Regions from separate parts of the Gossypium hirsutum genome. Here region 2 is linked to region 1. The links are chromatin contacts, called in public Hi-C maps. All regions are on one chromosome and are shown on one strand. Each heading gives the region's core, a stretch centred on a gene start, on an enhancer-like site or on the middle of the called end of the contact. The rest is flanking DNA. Distances are from core to core; before and after follow the strand shown. Region 1 has its middle 15 kb from the start of LOC121229955. Region 2 has its middle 22 kb from the start of LOC121229955.

Region 1 (5,056 bases), core at 933-3,432:
ACTCTGATTTGGGTTTAATCTTTCTTTTCTTTAATTTGATCTAAAAATGTTTGCTATGTGTTCTTTGTTCTTGTTTACAACAATGTTAGCTTAATTTTATATAAGCTATGATGATTGCTTTGATTAAATAATATTTATTTGATTCATGTTTATGAAGTTTGTGCCTCAATCAATCATGTTTTCAATTAAAATCAAGTCTTTATTTTGTTCATACGTGATTGAAATGCACCTGAATTAGCTGAGGGATCCTAACCAGACAACGGCTAGTGGACGCATAACTGAAATGTGCATTCTCAATTTAGATCCTAACCCTATTAAATTGCAAGTTGCATAACAACTCTAAACAAGCTCTGTTATCTGCATAGTTTTTTGGATTTGTGTGATTAAACTGTTTCAAACCTAACACGTCCCTGTTACCTCACATGAATGCTAAAAAACCCTTAGTAAATAAGGATCAGTAAAATACGTATTTACTAAGTAAAGGATTCCGAAAGGACCTAATGTGGTTTCCAAACTCATGAAAGATTGAGTTGCCATGGAATGTTTTTTCCGAATGTTATTAAGCATGTTGATAATAAATTGAGTTTAATTAAAGTAATTGTCCTAGTTTATTTATGTTATAATTGTTGCAAATTGTGTTTAATTTTGCTAAAATATATTTCATTCATATAGTTTGCATACTTAGGATAACTTGCATTAAGGATCATTTCATTTAGTTTAATATATTCAATTTTAATCATCACTTCTCAACCATAGTGTGTTTTTATTTACCAAGTTGTTAGTATAATTTTGCAACTAAGTGATTTAACACAAATACAATCCCTATGGAGACGATAACTTGATATTTACTTATTACTTGATAATGACTGTGTACACTTGCACAAACCTACGCGTTATACTTTGCTAGACGAAAAACATGACGAACCAGGCGACATTCTTTTTTTTTTTAAAAAGAAAAACGACCCAAAGGTCAACATTATCTTATTACTTCTCGAATAATCATGTTATGGATATCCAACGAATAATCTATATCAAAATACAAATCAACTCTATTTTTAATGGCTAAATTACAAAATAAATTAGCTACATTATTGCTATTGCAATTAATCCAATTAATATGGACCGAAGCAAACATATTAAAAGCTTTACAATCCTGCTTAATGCGCTGACCCAGAATAGTAACATCTGGTGTCCTTTTTTTGACTGTATTGACCAGCATAGCACTGTCAGATTCCAAAATTAGCCGAGCCGCATTTAACCAGACAACCAACTTTAATCCTTCATTAAAAGCTTCCAACTCCGCCCAACTAACATCCATTAACTTTTCAACAAATTTATAGCAGCCCCCAAGGACAAATCCATCCTGATCTCTCGTGATGGTGCTGAATCCACTGCTTACATTCGAAATAGATGCATCCATATTCACCTTGACATAGCCAGTTGGGGGGTTTTTTCCAACCCTTGTTCGCTGGAGTAGGGGGAATGATCGATAGTTCTGTCAGGTTGAAGATTCTAAAGTCTTTGCTTAATGTTTGCGCCCTTTCCCAAACTGTCAACACTACATTCATCTTGCTTTTAAACACCATATTATTTCTATCATTCCAGCTATTCCAGAGAAGAGTTAAAAAATTAGTTGCATCTTTGTTTTCAAGTTCACGAAAAACATCTTCCAGCCAAGCGATACAATTGATGTAGTCCCTGTCGATCAGCCTGTTATTTAACCCTTCTGTAATAAGAATTTCACAGGCCTTTGGGTAGTCTTTCATTGCATGAATCAGCGTTTCTTCTTTGTTATTGCATCTCGGAGAGGTATTTGTGAACCCCTGGTGAATTCGAGCGATATTGTCGATAGTGGGGAGGATATTATGGCCGATCCTCCAGTTGAAGTTTTTAATCTTTGGGAGCATCTTGAGTTTCCAAATGGCGCACCAAAAAAATCTGTAGGGGTCAAAACCAATTTTCTTCAAGATCAACCATGAATAAGCAGATTTAAACGTGTAGAAACCATGCGGGTTTTGAATCCACGTCCTGGTATCTTTAACATTATTATGGAAAATGGATAAATTGCAAATGCAGTCCTTCAAATATTCACCATAAATCTCAATAACCCTCTCCCTTTTCCGCCACCTATCATTGTGGTCCCAAAGATCTTTGACTTTTCTTTCATCATTAGTAAAAATGGACTGACAAACCAACTCACCTTTAATGCCTTCAACCCCCGAATGGTCCTACCTAATATCAATCGTGACACCATCACCCACTTGCCATATAAAGCCATCTTTTAACACTTCAGGTGCCTTAGCAATACTCGCCCAAGTGAAAGATGGTTTATTACACTATTTTTATCTGAACACGTCACCATCTAAGAAATATTTGGCACTTAACACATTAAAACATAAAGTATCCTTTTGAGTCATAAGTCTCCAAACCTGTCTGCCTAATAACGCCAAGTTAAACAAATGTAAATCTCGAAAACCCATGCCTCCCATCCCTTTGGATAACATAGCCTATTCCAAGCCATCATAGCCCAGCCACGAGTCTTCTCATTATTAGTCCACCACATCCGACCCATTTGTGAATGAAGGTCCTCAATAATGCCTTTTGGGGCTAGAAAGACTGAGAAAGCATAAGTCAGAATAGCCTGAATAATGGCTTTGATGAAGACCTCTTTCCCTCCGTAAGATAGCAAGCGTTTTGACCAACTGTTTATTCTGCTATTGCACCTATTAATAATGTTAGGAAAAGCTAATGATTTTTTTCTACTAGCAGGTAATGCTAACCCTAGGTAACTATCTAACTTATCAACAATACGCATGACAAGCATAGAACTAAATAGTTGCCTTTGGGCCAACGGGGTTTTTGGGCTAAACTTAATCATAGATTTCTCCGTGTTAACCTCTTGGCCCAAATTACAATTAAAAATTGCAATAATATTTACAATTTCCTCTACATCCTTTTTTTATTATGAATAAAAAGGAGTGCATCATCGACCAAAAAAAGGTGATTAATATGAGGCCCATTTATGCTAGCCCAAATTCCCTTAAGCATATTGTTTTTTTAGCACGAATTAACAGCTTTGAAAACGCTTCCATGCAAAATAAAAATAGGTAAGGAGAGAGAGGATCCCCCTGTCTGAGGTCCCTTTCTGACACAATCATCTCGAATAGGGTAGAATTGCATTTTACAACATAACGGACCGATCGAATGCATCTCATTATTTTAGTCACTCAATCATTTGCGTAGCCTATTTTTTTCATCACCTTTTCGATAAAAGTCCACCCCACCTGATCGTATGCTTTGCTCATGTTGAGCATAATTACGAATCCTTTGTCAGGTCCATTCTTTGCACTTTGGAGATAATGGACTAGCTCATGGGCAATTAAAATGTTGTCGTGAATCATCCTCCCCAGAACAAAGGCTTCTGATTTTGGCTAATGCATAACAGGAGTGTCTCCTTCAAATGATTTGCTAGCACTTTGGCCACAATTTTGTACACCACCCTACAAAGACTGATCAGCCTAAAATTAGTCATATCTATAGGCTCTTTAATTTTAAAAATTAGAACAATAATAGTATCATTTAAACAATCCATATTTTTTGCACCCTTAAGAATATCATGACACAACTTAATAATATCCTCCCCTACCACTTCACAGTTTTCTCTAAAAAAATTCCCTGACAAACTGTCAATTCCTGGGGATTTCCTAGGATCCATTTGACTGAAAGCTTCATTAATTTCGTTATCTATAAAATTCTTCAACAGTCTGTCATTTACCTCCCATGAAATAAATCTCTCTATATAGTCAAGGTTTAGCACAGTATTACAATTTAAATTTGACTTGAATAAATTTTGAAAATACTCTCTGGCCGCTTTGCATATATCCACTGTGTTATCTCTCTAGTATCTATTCATATCTTTAAGTCTAGCAATGTTGTTTTTTTTTCTTTCTGTTCGTGGCTCTAACGTGAAAAAACCAGGTATTCGTGTCCCCCCTCCTTTAACCATTTACTTCTCCTCTTTATCCAAAAGAATACCGAGCTTCAATCTCATAGCTTTGAGCTTTTTGCCTACATAAATGCTCCCCTAGCTATCAATGATTTTGTTTATATTCACCTGCAGGGTACCAATCTGGTTGCACATTTGTTTAAGCTTTTTATATTGCCACCCTCCAAGCTCTTTGCCTACCTTCTCAATCTTTCCCATTACATCCTTTGTACCTTTCTGCCAAGCTTCCGTGATAATTTTTTTGCCTCCTCATCTTTAGCCCAGTAGACATCGTATTTAAAACAAATTCTGGGATCTCTAAGTCTATCTCTCGGTTTCTGACCTTCAATATCTAAAATAATAGCATCATGTCAGAGATGGATTGATGGATCACATTTGTCTCTATAAAAGGGAAGCTAGCCACATCATTAGCAAACATCAAGACACGATCAAGTCTCTCTTTAACCATTACTATACCCTCTATGTTATTAACCTAGGTAAACTACCCATTGTCTGATTTCAAGTCAACCATCAAGAGCTCATTAACGACCTCACAGAAGTCCTCCATAAGAGAATTTGGCTTTCTCCTACCCCCTCCTTTTTTACATTGTCAAGTACCGCATTAAAATCACCCTCAATGATCCACTTCTCTTTAACGGACTTACCAACGCTTCTAAGCATATTCCACGAGTATTGTCTTGTGTTTGGATTGGTATTTCCATAGAACCCCGTAAAACGAATGGGATTGTCATTCTCCACATGGATCATCGAGTCAATATGGTTGATGTAATAAGTTTGAATCTCAACCTTATTGCTTTCCTTCCAAATCATGACCAGCCCACCACTTTTTCCATTCGTGTTAACAGCCAGCAACCCTCCATTCTACACTTACTGCACACAGAAGAAAATTCATTAGCATTGATTTTTTTTTCACAAAGGAAGATTATATCAGGGTCATTAGCAACGAACAGTTGCTTTAATTCAAGAACTGTAGCTGGGTTTCCAAACCCACAACAGTTCCCGCAGAAGATTTTCATTGCTCATGGTGGGGCTAGTTGCCAACCGCCACCT
Region 2 (5,056 bases), core at 1,712-4,211, 36 kb before region 1:
CCCTAACCAGATTACGTAGAAAAGTCAAAGAAAGAGAGATCTGCCATTAATGGCATGCATGCAAAAAGATTTAAAACCATGCAGGAGACGTACGGCACCCATGCAGCCAATCAAAAACAAAAAGAAAGAAAAAAAGATAAAAAAAACCAAATGGAAACAACAAAACCTTGGTAAAATCGATGAAAGACCCAACAAAGCAAATTTAGAATTTGCCTTATGAGAATTTTGACGAGCCAAGAATAAATCGCTCGTACATCTTTGACGAGCCCGCCACTGTAAGAACACGTACGAACATGTAAGAGAACTCTCTTTCACCCTCGAGTAGCACACCACCGCTTCAACACTAGCCCCACCACAAACCGAGGAAACACTCAACACCCCAAAACTAGCATAAAATTTAAAAGAATAATAGGCAGACACATGAAATGAAAAAGTAAGAAAACAAATCGCTTGAATCTTTTCTACCAGGCGACATTCTTTTTTTTTTTTGATAAAAAGACCCAAGGGTCAACCTCAATTTATTGCATCATTTAAAACTAAATCATGGATATCCGAAGGATAATCTATATTAAAATCCATAGTACAATTCATAGTCATAGCCTAATTACAAAGGTAGTGAGCAACTTTATTACAACATCTAAGAGCCCAAATAAAATTGAAACAATAGAGCGAATCCAACATTTTATACAGCTGCTGAATGCGATGGCCTATTGTTGTTAAGTCGTCAATGGCCCATTGTTGTTAAAATGTCAATCCTTTTATTAAAGCAATTAACCATACTGACGCAATCAGATTCGAAAACCAGCTTTGACCAACCTTTTGACTGGGCATACTTGATACTTTCTTCAAATGCCTGTAGCTCAGCCCAATCAATTTGAACTTTTGCTACAATGCCCACCCGACCACCTATGACAAAACCATCATAATCCGTAGCCACAAGACCATACCTCATCTTCTGACCAACAATAGGAGCATCAAAATTAATTTTTATCTCCCCCTGTAAAGGCTTCCTCCAGGCTTTTTCCAACACCAGTCTAGGCAGCAAAGGTTTTTCCATCAAATTAAAAATATAGAAGTCGTGGCTCAATGATTGATCTCTCTCCCAAATCTTTTTGGAATCTTTCTCCACTCCTCAAAAGACCCGATTATTTCTACTATTCCAAACATTCCATAACACGGTGATCAAATCAGATATAGCCTTGTTATCTAGTAACTGAGCTGCATCTTCAATCCAGTCAATACACTGGGCATCATTTTCGTCAAGCAATTTATTGGTAAGACCACCATTTTCTAGCACTGAACGAGCCAAGGGGAAATTCTTTAAAGCATGAACCAAATCTTCCTTCTCATTACCGCATCTCAGACAAGAACTATTGAACTCACTTAGGATGCTTGAGATTTTCTCGTACGTTGGGAGAATGTCGTGACCCAATCTCCAACAGAAAATACAGATTTTGGGGAGAGTTTCTAGTTTCCACGTTAATCTCTAAGAAATCTGATGAGGGCCATACCCAACATGCTTGAGGGTCAACCACGAGTAAGCAGACTTAGATGAAAAGGATCTGTGAGGGTTACGGAAGTAAGACACGACCGTGCGACATGACTTTATGCCCCACACGCCCAAGGAACACGGGCGTGGGGCGAATGTTAGACGCGCCTAAATTTAAAAATCGCGAAACACATGGGCAAAAATTAGGGCACACGGGCGTGCCCATGGTGTTCTTCTCCCTTGGCTTGCTCCCCAAAGTGTTCAACAAAATTGCCTCATGATCAGACTTGGATTGGCGAACAATCATAGTACTGATAAAAGGCATATTACCAATAGTATCCTCAGAAATGAGGAATCTATCCAGTCTTTCCTTGAAAAGATTGGGACCCTATCTGTTATTGGACCACATGAACCAACCATTGTTAGTTTTAACATCTACAAGCACCAGTTCCTCCAAAATATCATAGAAGTCCTCCATAAAACCTCTAGGCTTTCTGCTGCCCCTGTCCTTCTCAGTATTGTTGAGGATGGCTTTGAAATCGCCTCCCACAACCTAAAATTATCTTTGGTGCCGACGCTACTGTACCAATGGGGGCCCAAAATTATCTTTGGTGCCCGACCCTCCTGCACATCCGATGCACCAAGGTGCCAGTGCTGCCCGATGCTCCCACATATCGAAGGAGCCGATGGTGCCCGATGGCCCCACACCACGGGATGGTACACGCTGTCGATGGTGTACAAGGCTACTGCACAACTGAGGGCCAAAGGTGCCCGAGGCTTTTGTTGGAAAAGGGGAGGGGCAGGGACAATTCATTCATTGTTGGACACTGAACATGCAATGGTATCCGAATTCTACCTTTGGGATTGGGGAGGGACCGAGATCATTTATTTATTATTGGGTACCGGACATGTAACAGTATTTGAATTCTACCTTTGGGATTGGGGAAGGACTCATTGCATCGTTTTGTATATCTCGAGATGGCTCGTCAGAGAATCGTCGGAGCATCACCGGGATGGATCGTCGGAGCACAGCCGAAAACCTAACCAGTGGTGGGGGGCACCGATGTCCGGACATGCGATGGGCATGGGCAGTGCCCTGGATAACCCCTGGTCGCTCAATACCACTTCCCCCCTAAAGAGGTAAAAAAACTTTGTTAATGTGCTACCAGTCGACATTCTTTTTTTTTTGAAAGAAAAACGACCCAAAGGTCTACCTCATTTTATTGCATCATGAATGATAAAGTTATGGATCTCCATCAGATAATCCATATCAAAGTACAAATCACATTTTTTCGTAACAGCTAATTTACACAAAAAAATCCGCAACAGTATTATTATGACGATTGATCCAATTAATTTGGACCGAATTAAAATTTTTAAAGGCTTAGCACTCTTGCCTAATGCAGTGGCCCAATATGGTAATAACCTGAGCCCGCTTATTGACCTTGTTGACCAGCATTGCACTGTCCGATTCCAAAAATAAGCTGGGTCACATTTAATTTTTTGGCCAGCTTTAATCCTTTAGTAAACGCCTTCAGCTCAGCCCAGCTAACATCCATAGCTTTAGGAATTCATTCCTGAACTTATAACAACCCCCCAGAACAAAACCATCTTATCTCTTGCGACTACACCAAAACCACTGCACCTATTCAAAATAGCAGCATCCATATTCACCTTGATATAGCCAGTCGGAGGGGTTTTCCAGCCCATATTCATCGGAGTCGGAGGGATAATCTGAGGCTCGGTGAAGTTAAAAATTCTAAAGTATTTACTAAGTGTTTGCGCCCTTTCCCATATCATCACCGCAGCATCCGTCTTACCTTTAAAGACCATATTATTTCTATCATTCCAACTGTTCCAGAGAAGAGTTAAGAAGTCAGTAGTAGCCTTGTTGTCAAGCTCTTGAAACACTTCTTCGAGCCAGTCGATACAGTCGGTGTAAACCCCTTCAAGTAATTTGTTGTTTAAAACCCCAGCAATAAGGATTTCACGAGCTTTTGGGCTGTCTTTCATCACGTGAATCAGCGTTTCATCTTTGCTTTGGCATCTCGAGCATATATTATTGAAACCCTGGAAAATATGAGCAATATTATCAAACGTTGGGAGTATGTTGTGACCTATTCTCAAGCTGAAAATTTTAATCTTTAGAAGCATCTTTAGTTTTCAAATGGTGCATCAAAAAAATCTATAGGGGCCGAAACCAACTTTCTTAAGAATCATCCAAGAATAAGCTGATTTGGAAGTGTAGATACCGTACGGGTTTTGAATCCACATCCTGGTATCTTTGATGCTATTATGAGGAATGGGCAAATTGCAAATGCAGTCCCCCAAATTATCACCAGCCTTTAAAAATTTTAATTCTGTCCAAATTAATTAGATCAATCGTAATAGTAATACTGCAACGGGTTATTTGTGTAAATTAGCTATTACGAATAAATTTAATTTGTTCTTTGATATGGATTATCCGTCGGATATCCATAATATTATCATTAAAGATACAATAAAATAAGGTAGACCTTTGGGTTGATTTTTTTTCAAAAAAAAATCTCGATCACCCTCTCCTTTTTCCACTGCCTGTTTCCGTGGTCCCACAAGTCTTTGACTTTTCTATCATTATTAGTAAAAGCAGACTGACAAGCCGACTCCCCTGTAATGCCTTCACCCCCCTAGTGGTCCCGTCTAAGATATATCATGTTGCCATCTCTTACTCGCCATATAAAGTCGTCCTTAAGCGTGTCAATCGCCTTGGCAATGCTCGCCCAAGTGAAGGATGGTTCATCGCACCATTCGCAACTGAACACGTCCCCATCCGGGAAATACTTTGCACTTAAGACCTTGTAACATAAATTGTCCTGTTGAGACATAAGCCGCCAAACCTGTCTCCCCAAGAGAGCCAAGTTGAAAAGGTGTAAGTTTTAAAAGCCTATGCCGCCCATACCCTTCAGGTAACACATTTTTTCCCACGCCATCATTTCCCACCCGCTAGCTTTGTCGTTATTAGTCCACCACATCCTTCCTATTTTTGAATGAAGTTTTTCATAATGCCTTTTGGAGCCAAAAAAACTGAAAATGCGCAGGTCGGAATAGCTTGAATAATCGCCTTGTTGAAGACCTCTTTCTCTCTGTATGAAAGCAAATGTTTCGACCAGCTCCTTACTCTGCATGTACACCGATTGATAATGTCACTAAATGCTAAAGATTTTTCCTACTAACAGGTAGTGGAAGCCCAAATAACTATCAAGCTTATCAACAGGATGCATGCCAAGCATAGAGCTAAAAAGATGCCTACGGTCCGCTGGGGTTTTTGGGCTAAACATAATCATAGACTTATCCTTATTAACCTCTTAGCCCGAAACCCTACTAAAACTTGAAATAATATTCACAATCTCCTCAACGTTCCTTTTTTTTTATTTTGAACAAAAAGAAGAGCGTAATCGGAAAAACAAAGGTGATTAATATGAGGCCCATTTGTGCTAGCCCAAATACCCTTAAGCATATTATTATTCTGAGCACGAATTAATAGATTTGAAAATGCTTCCATACAAAATAAAAAAAAGATAAGGAGAG

The links. Hi-C and Micro-C count contacts between places; a contact is called where the count stands out from the background.
Region 2: a Hi-C map of leaf shows a contact between it and region 1, with 2.1 times the contacts expected there. The contact joins two enhancer-like sites. A contact is called at or near these places in 10 of 34 Hi-C or Micro-C datasets (callus, fibers, leaf and 1 more).

The regions. Positions count from the first base shown.
Region 1 is chrA05:70,317,932-70,322,987 of Gossypium_hirsutum_v2.1, reverse strand. No RefSeq gene overlaps it. Among protein-coding and RNA genes, the nearest start is that of LOC121229955, 15 kb to the left of the region's middle. Within about 2 kb of position 2,182, at least 3 of the 9 cell types and tissues checked have an H3K27ac peak or open chromatin away from gene starts, as enhancers often do. A contact at or near this core is called in fibers and leaf, where this site is marked.
Region 2 is chrA05:70,354,521-70,359,576 of Gossypium_hirsutum_v2.1, reverse strand. No RefSeq gene overlaps it. Among protein-coding and RNA genes, the nearest start is that of LOC121229955, 22 kb to the right of the region's middle. Within about 2 kb of position 2,961, at least 4 of the 9 cell types and tissues checked have an H3K27ac peak or open chromatin away from gene starts, as enhancers often do. A contact at or near this core is called in fibers and leaf, where this site is marked.